Linked DNA regions of Sus scrofa: region 2 is linked to region 1. The links are chromatin contacts, called in public Hi-C maps. All regions are on one chromosome and are shown on one strand. The core of a region is the stretch at or near the end of the contact, and the rest is flanking DNA. Distances in the headings are between cores, read along the strand shown. Region 1 has its middle 94 kb from the start of PAH. Region 2 has its middle 11 kb from the start of IGF1.

Region 1 (4,515 bases), core at 1,089-3,588:
ATCAAATGGGACAACGAATGGGAGATACTTTGAGCCCTATGGCTGCTACACAAATAAAAGAAATACTGCTAAAACCACATTGGCTGTGGCATCAAATTACAAAACAAAACCAAAAGACTAAAACTTGCTTAACCTGTAAGGGGATTTATTACAGCAGTTAAGTCCCCAAATGTGGCAATCACAGCTCCAATGCCATTGCGCTGGCTCTGCCCTGAGTGTGCTGTCTGTGTCTTTACAATGGCATTCCTCATGCTCACAGCGTGGTTACTTCCCTTCAGCAGTGGTCTGTCCCTGCAAAATTCAAACGTTGAAATCCTCACCGCCAAAGATAACAGTTCCTGGAGGTGGGGTCCGTGGAGGTGCTTGGGTTCAGAGACTGTCGCCTTCATGAATGGGTTAGTGTTCCCATACAGGAGACCCCAGAGATAGCTTCTCCCCTTGCACTATGTGAAGAGAGAACTGGAAAGGGCCAGCTATGAACCAAAAAGAGGGCTTTCACCAGAACCCTCTCACCAGAACTCTGGGGCCTTTATCTTGGACTTCCCAGCATCCAGAACGCCGAGAAATAAATTTCTGTTATTTCTAAGTCACCCAGTCTGTAGTGTTTTCTTAGAGCGGCTTGGGCAGAATAAGAAACACCTTCCATCTAATTGGGCTACTCAAGTCAAGTGCCCATCCCTGGATCAAAAAGCCTTGTTCAGGGAAGACCATGCTCTGATGGCCTTAATCCTGGGTGTCTGAACTGATGACCAGCAGATGGGATCCTGGGACTACATCAGACCAAGCAAGATCCGGCCCCTGAAATTGAAGAAGGGAATTGCATGATGCCTTATGGTCTCAGCAGAAAGTAGATGACATTATTAGAACGGATCCAAGGAGGGAAGTTTAATAAAGTGACCATGAAGTTGTGGGCAAAGCTGAAGGAACTCAGCCAGGGTTGGTGCAGTGCCCAGGGGCTAGCAATGACAGGGAGCCACTAGTGCTCCCCAGCTTGAGAAACAGGGAGCTTTCATTATAACAGATGCACAGAGCATCGGATGGAGAGGGCTATCGAGGACGATCTTTGTCCATTCATAAAAACACAGTCTACCTGCAACTACTCAGCCACGGAGAAAGCCCACAGAATACAGAGCCCAACTTCACTCTTCTACCACTGGCCAAAAGCCACAGGGCCAGGAACCATTAATGCCATCAATGCACACCCATCCCCAGGCCAGGCATCCAGGCTCCAGGTCAGAAGGAGGAGAATAAAGATGCACTTGGAGGAGCAAACGGAATAGTGTGCACAAGGGAACGTTGAACACGCTCAGACTGTGCAGGGGACTGAAGAGAACCCAAACAAGACGGGGTCCTGGGAGAAAGAGCAAAGGAAATACAGCATAGATATCTAATGGAATTCATGCTAAATATCCTTGTTCAAAATAAAACTGTTCTTTTTCTTTTTCAAATATAGATTATCTAAAATTGCAGGCATCTCTTATTTGCAAGTAAAACGCATCCCCAAGGGAGCTGCACAGGAAGATAACAAAAGGTTGAGCTGCCACCACTTGATGAGGGATACAGGAAAGGGGGGGCGAGCTGACCTTTCAGAGAAAAGTGAAGAAATCCATTCCCATAAGGGATTGCAGAGAGAAGTGGCTGTTCCCTTGATAAAGCCAAAGAGGGCAAGTCTCATGAGGTCTCAGCCAGTTACATGGTGTAATTTACTGAATGATGTTGGCTGCCTTGCAATGTTTCAAAGCAATTTTTTTTTTTTGTAATACATGATTCGTAGGAAAGGATTTGGATGTTGCCATTTTCCAGAGGAAACTTGACTACACTTAGTAATAGAGAAAAATGTTCTCCTTGGGAAGTCTCAGATTTCTATGCAAAGCGGTATCCTAAGTCAGAATTTACACAATGTATTATTGCCTAATGTATGAGGGTCAGCTAATTAATTCTGAACTAAAATGTCAAGAGGAACAAATCCAATCCCTGAGGGACTCCAAGAAGCTCTGTGACCAAGAGGCAACATCAAGTGCCCATCAAGAACAAGGAGAGGCCACACTCAACACTGGCTGCCCGTTCGAACTACTTGGGGAGCTTTAAATTTTTTCTACACCCAGACTCTGCCCTAGAGCAGTTAAATAAGAATCTTTCAGTGAGGTCCAGGAATTGGTACTTTTTGAAAACCTCCCTAAATGAGCATAATATTCTTCCAGGGTTGAGAACCTCTGGTCTATAGGATACTTATATCTCTGGTAGAGGCAGCATGCCCAAGTCAACCAGAACCCTAACCCTAAGCCTTGCTTCGCTGATGAACGCATCAGTTCAATCCAAATAGCTATCCCGGAATGTGGCTCTGCCTTGCTGTGTCTTCCCGCCAGATATTGAGGCCATACAATAGAAGAGTGGGGGCTCTGAGATCAGGCTGCCTGGGTCAAATTCTGAGTCCACCTATGGGCTTATATGCCTTTGAGAAAGTCGCTTAACCCTTTGAACCTTAGTTTCATAACCTGTAAAATGGGGGGGGCAATTACAACACAGATCATTTTGAGGATTAATTTAGAATGGACTTCATTGCTTATGAAGGTCTTAGTGCAGTGCCTGGCACAGAGTGGCTCTCAGTAAATGCAAACTAATACTATGTGTCTAGATCTAAGCCAGCTGGATGGCTCAGAAGCTTCTGTACATTCTGCCCAGTTGGCTTTACAGAGTTCTCTCCAGCAAGGGTTTGGGGAGGTGTGGGGGGTGCTCAAGTAGCTGGATCCTTTGGTCCCTTCCAACGGAGCGTGAGGATCTCTGAGTTGCTTTGGGGTCACTGCATGAAAGGCAAGGACATTAGCACTTAACAAGTGGAAAATGACTATTGTTCCAGCCACTAGTAGTCACTATTTACCGAGTGTGCCAGGCACCACTGAGGTGCTTTACATCTTTTCTCACTTAATCCTAACAAGAATCCTACAAAAATAGACAGTATCCCCCACTGTGTTGATGAGGCTCCTCTGGTCCAGGGAGGGTGAATAACTTTCTCAAGATCACCTACTGGTGACTTACTGAATTAGGACTGAACTCAGGGCTCTCTGGCTTTGTAGCTCATGCTTTTTCCACTGGGCCATGCTGCCTATCTTGAATGACACTCCTCAGCAGTAGGACGGCTGTAACTTCTCCGAGAGGGAAAAATCCTTGCTGAATGAATGGAACCATGTTCCAGGGATGCATTCCAGCTAGCATCTTCCTTCTAGAGCTACACAGATCTGGAATACAGCATTTAAGAGCAGATATTATGGCTTTGGGCTACAGAGAGTAAGCGAGCCACTCAGACAGTATTCCTGGCTCCATAACGCTCCCGGGAAAGAGCAGTCTTTTCCTCATGGGAATGTTTTTTATCCTGTAGGATGGCCAGCAGGTCGTGTGGCTCCACGGAGAAGAAGGGGCAGTGTCTGCTGTGGGTGCTCTTCTGAAGACCCACTCTCATGAAGTTCAGCAGTAGAGGTCATCAGTGGGCAGAAGAGCTGCTCACAGCCCATCTCTAAGATTTTAAAATGAATCAAGGCATAACCACTGAGAATCTGCTACTTACCTACAACTGGGCAGGGCACCAGAGCCACTGTGATCCCACTTTGCCCTGCCCCAAGTGGGGACACTTGGCCACACATGAATTTTTCCTAATTTTGAAAAGGGCGTATGTGAAAATTCTTAGGTAACATTTTAAATCACACACACACACTTCACTGTAAAAACAAAATAATAATAATAGCCTAATTTTATTGAGGTTTTTATGTGCCAACCCATTGAACACATTTAAGCCCCACCACAACTCTGTGAAGCCACTGGTCCAAGCTTCCAGCTGAGGAAACTATAGACCAGAGAGGCTAAGTAATTGCCTGATGGATTCCATGGTAGATCCCTGGTATCCATCAGGTTCTAGCAAGAAACAGAGGAGACACTCAAATTGGGAAGAGTTTCGTCCTGGGACTGGATACACTAGATAGGGTGGGAAAAAGGTGTAAAGAAACTGAAAAAGGACAGGCAGTTCCTGGGCTAGGGGTCGAATCAGAGCTGCACCTGCAGCTTACGCCACATTTATAACAAGGCTTGCGGTAACACCAGATCCTTAACTCACTGAGCGAGCCAGGGATCAAGCCCACATCCTCAAGGACGTTATATCTGATGCTTAACTTGCTGAGCCACAACGAGAACCCTCTCTGGGTTGTAATTTCTATAGAGTTGGCTATTCTGGTAAATTAAATTTGCTGCTTAACTGTTTAGCACCTTGGAATTTTAGTTCTAGTTGATACCTTTGTGCAAATGCTATTAGCTTACTTTCCTTTCTTGGTCAGTAGTGAATTATCTCAGGGAAAGGATTCTAAGCCATTTTATCTGGAATTTTCTATCTGCCGCAGTTGCTTGAGTTCCCTAAAGATCAGATTGAAGAGACACAACTAAGTTGGATTTTCTCCCCTCCTTGAGAAAAAGCATACAGCCAGTCATTTGTTCTGCAAGTGTCTGTTGATCACCTATGTTGTACCTGGC
Region 2 (4,515 bases), core at 859-3,358, 290 kb after region 1:
CTGCTGAGGAAGGGAGTGTTCTGAATGGTAGAATGGACTTAGATGTGACCAAGGGATGCCCAGGAGGTGTAAAACACATGCACATGGCATTTGAAGAAGATGATTCCAGCAGTCAGAATTGGTGAGCTTGCCATCAGGCGGGTTTAGTTAGAAGTCTATTCGACAACCCAGGAACTCATCAATACAATCTATAATAACTCTGGGCAAGTTGAGAGGGAAAGGCTGACTTTCAAAGCTATGATAAAGGAAGGAGGAAGAAAGAAGGTGAAGAATGATGAATGAGCAAGTGCATACAGATGTCACATAAGCAAGCCAAGACCAAGAGAGTAAGCAGAGAGGCTTGAGTGTTAAAGATTAAAAGGGGACACTAAGTTGTTAAATACACAGCCACTCAAACATACATATATAGTTAGGCTACATTTTCAGTCAACACTAAGGATGGATAGCACTATGCAGTGATGTTTTTAATAACTGCTGACAGTAAAAGTAATATGAGGTATTACCTCACACCAGTTGGAATGGCCAACATCAAAAAGTCTACAAACAATAAATGCTAGAGAGTGTGTAGAGGAAAGGGAACCCTCCTACACTGTTGGTGGGAATGTAAGTTGGTACAATGACTATGGAGAACAACAGTATGGAGGTTCCTTAAAAAACTAACTATAGAACTACCATATGATCTAGCCATCCTACTCCTGGGCTTATATACAGAGAAAATCATAATTTGAAAAGATCCATGCACCCCAATGTTCATTGTAGCTCTATTTACAATAGCCAAGACATAGAAGCAACCAGAATGTCCATTAGTGGAGGAATGGATAAAGAAGTTGTGGCACATACATACAATGGAATATTACTTGGCCGTGAGAAAGCATGAAATAATGCTATTTGCAGCAACGTGATAGAGATTATCATACTAAGTGAATGAAGTCAGACAGAGGAAGACAAATATCATATAAGAACACTAATATATGGAATCTAATAAAAATGATACAGTATAACTTACAAAACAGAAAAGAATCAAAGATTTCAAAACCAAACTTAGGTTTACCAAAGGGGAAATGAACGTGGCAGTGGGGGGAGGGGAAGGATAAATTTGGAGGTTGATTGATATACACACACTATTATATATAAAATATGTGGGTAACGAGGACCTACTGTACAGCACAGAGAAATGTACTCAATATTTTGTGGTAACCTATATGGGAAGGAATCTGAAAAGGAATGGATATAACTGATTTACTTTGCTATACACCTGAAATTAACACAACTTTGTAAGTCAACTAGAGTCCAATAATTTTTTCTAAAAAGTATTACTTGCTGAATGTACATAATAATGGATAATTCGGAAAAGTATTTAAAAGTTAAAATCACTTGTCATCCTGATACCCAAAGGGTCACGGGACCCCCAGTAGGCCAGGCGTAGAGTCAGCCTCTGGGGACAGAGCATGTGGGAAACCTCTCTCTTTCTCTCCATTTTGACAAAGGGCAGGACATCACCCTACCCCCAAACACCAACTTATGCCTAAAACCTCTTTTGATTGATCAAAACTGCATTTGTTAAAATCAGGGAATGAACACACTTCCTATCTAGAGACCTTGAGCACAAATGTTTACATGTGCGACTCTATGCACGTGTTCGAGTGGTATGAGTGTGTGGGTCACATGCACACTTGTTCCCCTTAATGGTAAGAAAAAAACAAAACACTGTTTATTTTCTTGTCACTACGGAACAGAACCTTCGTAAAATATGAATGATACAGCCAAGGCAAGCGTGCTGTGACTTCCTTTTGGAAACTATCAAGGAACAGTAAGTGCAGGAGCCCAAATGCAAAGTATGGGAGGAAAAACTTAGAACTAGGAAATGTAATCCACTAACGTGAGTTTTCTTTTATGCAACTCAGAAAGGACTATCCTCACTGTTCAGTTTTCGTGAGGGAGGACCAGCAAGTGCACCTTTTGAAAACCACTGCTGGGATGGTTAATAATGTGTGTCAACCTGGCTAGGCCACAGTACCCAGATATGAGTACTCTAGATGTTTCTGTGGCAGTATCTCTTAGATGAGATTAGCATTCAAACCAGTAGACTTTGAGTAGAGCAGATGACCCTCTGTAAAGGGGTGGGCCTCACCCAATCAGTCAAGTGACTTTATAGAAAGAGAGTGGTCTCCCTGGAAGAAGAGGGAATTCTTCCAGCAGACCATCTTTGGGCTCAAACTACAATTCTTTCCTGAGTCTCCAGCCTGTGGGCCAACCTTGAAGATTTTGGACTTGCTAAATGGCCACAATCACATAAGCCAACTCCTTAAAATGTGCTGATTGAGAGAGACAGAGAGAGGGAAAGAGAGAGGGGTAACAAAGAGATAGATGATGGATAGATAGGCAGACAGGTCCTGTTTTTTCCATTTCTTTGGGGAACTCTCATTAATACAACTGGGTTTAAAGATTTATTCTGCTCTCTGAGGGAAACTGAGGTCTTTAGCAAGGAATTATCAAAAGGAGTAAAGTGTGTGCTTCCTTGGCACACCTTCATTCCACACTCAAGGGTCTATGCTAGGCTGAGAATGACTTACAGACTCCAAAGATCTATGCTTCCCCAGTGAACCATTAGCAAAGGCCCCGCTAGATTCTGTGTCTCCTCCTCAATCGATTACTCAAACTTCTGTTTATGCAGGGAACCCTCGCATGAGGCCACGAAGCCTCACATGAAGACAAGATTCTCAGCAGCCACCTTCAGGCTCTAGGCTCTGTGCCCTGCTCTCAAAGAGTGCAATAAAACCTCCTTAATTGACCCACATGAAGAGTGGGATGCTCTGATGAACCAGTTTTTCCAGGAAGGTCAGGCTCATCAGAAACAAGACCTTTTTGTCTCAACCCTTATTGCAGAAAGACTTTATCAAGTGTAATCACTTTGTTCTTCCATTGAAATCTACTTACCAAGGTATAAACACTACAATTAAATCTTTCAAAATGGAATCTCTGGAAAGCCATTGGGTGATCAATCTCCACCTCACTTCTTACCCAGCACTGCTCAGACTGACTTAGGTTATGATGTAACCCAGGTCTGCTGTTGCATATTTACCTTGAGGCACTGTGTCATTCCCAGAATTAATCACATACTTAGTTCCATACAAATCTTCGTTTACAAGAGAATCATGAGGGAATTAAGATTGTTTTCCAGTCTTTCAGCTCTGTAAAAGCTACTGATGGGGAGGAGAGGGGACTAAAGAGCCTCCACAGTACAGGAGTCTGAAAGCATGATTGTCACCCCAATACTGGGTACCTTCTCATTCCCATACAACTTTGCCTATGCTGTTTCCTCTGCCTGGAATAGCATATACTGTTGTTTTGGGGTTTTTTTTCCATCTTGAATGTGAACTCAGGCCTCAAGATTTAACTCAACTGCTATTCAATCTACCTAGCCTTTTCAACATCTCCCAAGCTCTATGAAAGACTGGAATGAAAAAGACTGTGAGCTTAAAGGGTATCTAAACGATCAGCAAACATTATTAATACATTCATATGGTGGCATTTTCTATATACAGGGTCTTTGCTACCTGCTTTTGTCCTTGTGGCTAGGTTGGGCTTTTCCCCTAAACACTGCGATGATGCCCAAATGTAAAATCTTCAAATGCCAATTACATTGTTTTTTTTGTCATAACTGTCTTACATCTGTAATAGAATTTAATTTAAAAATATTTTTTCTTAAGTTGATTTTTAAGACATAGAAATATATATTTTAAAACTAAGCTTTAAAATATCTACTTCAAAAACAGTATCACTTGCTCTAAGCAGAAAGTATTCTTCAAAAAAAACAAATAACTATAAAAACAAAAAAAGTGTTATTAAGTTCTAGATAAAACCATTTCATGGAATGACTTTGGGCTTAAGGTTCATTTTGTTTTTGTTTTTGTTTTTTTGTTTGTTTTGTTGTTGTTGTCATCCAAAAGGGAGATTAGCAAGTGTTAGAGAGGAACTGAAGACTGATTCGTACTAAACTGAGACTGTTTTCTCAGTAAATTTAGGCTAGAAGAAGAATTAAAAATGGAACCATTCCACACTTACGTGATTCTTTTTTTTTCCTTTCAAATCTTTTTTTCCCCTTTCTTTTTCCTTCTGAAAATTATAATTTTGTCTCAGTTAATGTTCTTTATATGTATATTTTGGTCATGCCTGCAGCATGTCGAAGTTCCCAGACAAGTTCGAATCCCAACAGCAGTGACAACACTGGATCCTTAACCCATTGCAGCCACCAGGGAATTCCTAGGTTTCTTGAATGCCGTGTCTTCGACCATCAGTGTTTGAGCCCACATTTGAACACTGATGTTGTATAAAGAGAGCAGAACAAACAGGGGGCTTGGATTTCAGCTCCATTTTCAAGCTCCTACATTTGTTACATTAAAACAAGTCACTTTTCTATCCACTGCTCCTCCACCCCTCTTTTCTTATTTATAAAAATGAAGAAATTGTTCATTTCATTCTCAAAGAGTTTATTATCCTTCTAGGTGAAATAGT

Evidence for each region. A called contact is a pair of places that touch in the nucleus more often than the background predicts.
Region 2: a contact with region 1 is called in a Hi-C map of retroperitoneal adipose tissue, with 2.2 times the contacts expected there. A contact is called at or near these places in 3 of 47 Hi-C or Micro-C datasets (embryonic fibroblasts, fibroblasts and retroperitoneal adipose tissue) and 1 of 2 datasets of targeted methods (skeletal muscle).

Annotation. Positions count from the first base shown.
Region 1 is chr5:81,476,808-81,481,322 of Sscrofa11.1, forward strand. No RefSeq gene overlaps it. Among named protein-coding and RNA genes, the nearest start is that of PAH, 94 kb to the left of the region's middle.
Region 2 is chr5:81,767,648-81,772,162 of Sscrofa11.1, forward strand. It overlaps a transcript of IGF1 not described here. Among named protein-coding and RNA genes, the nearest start is that of IGF1, 11 kb to the right of the region's middle.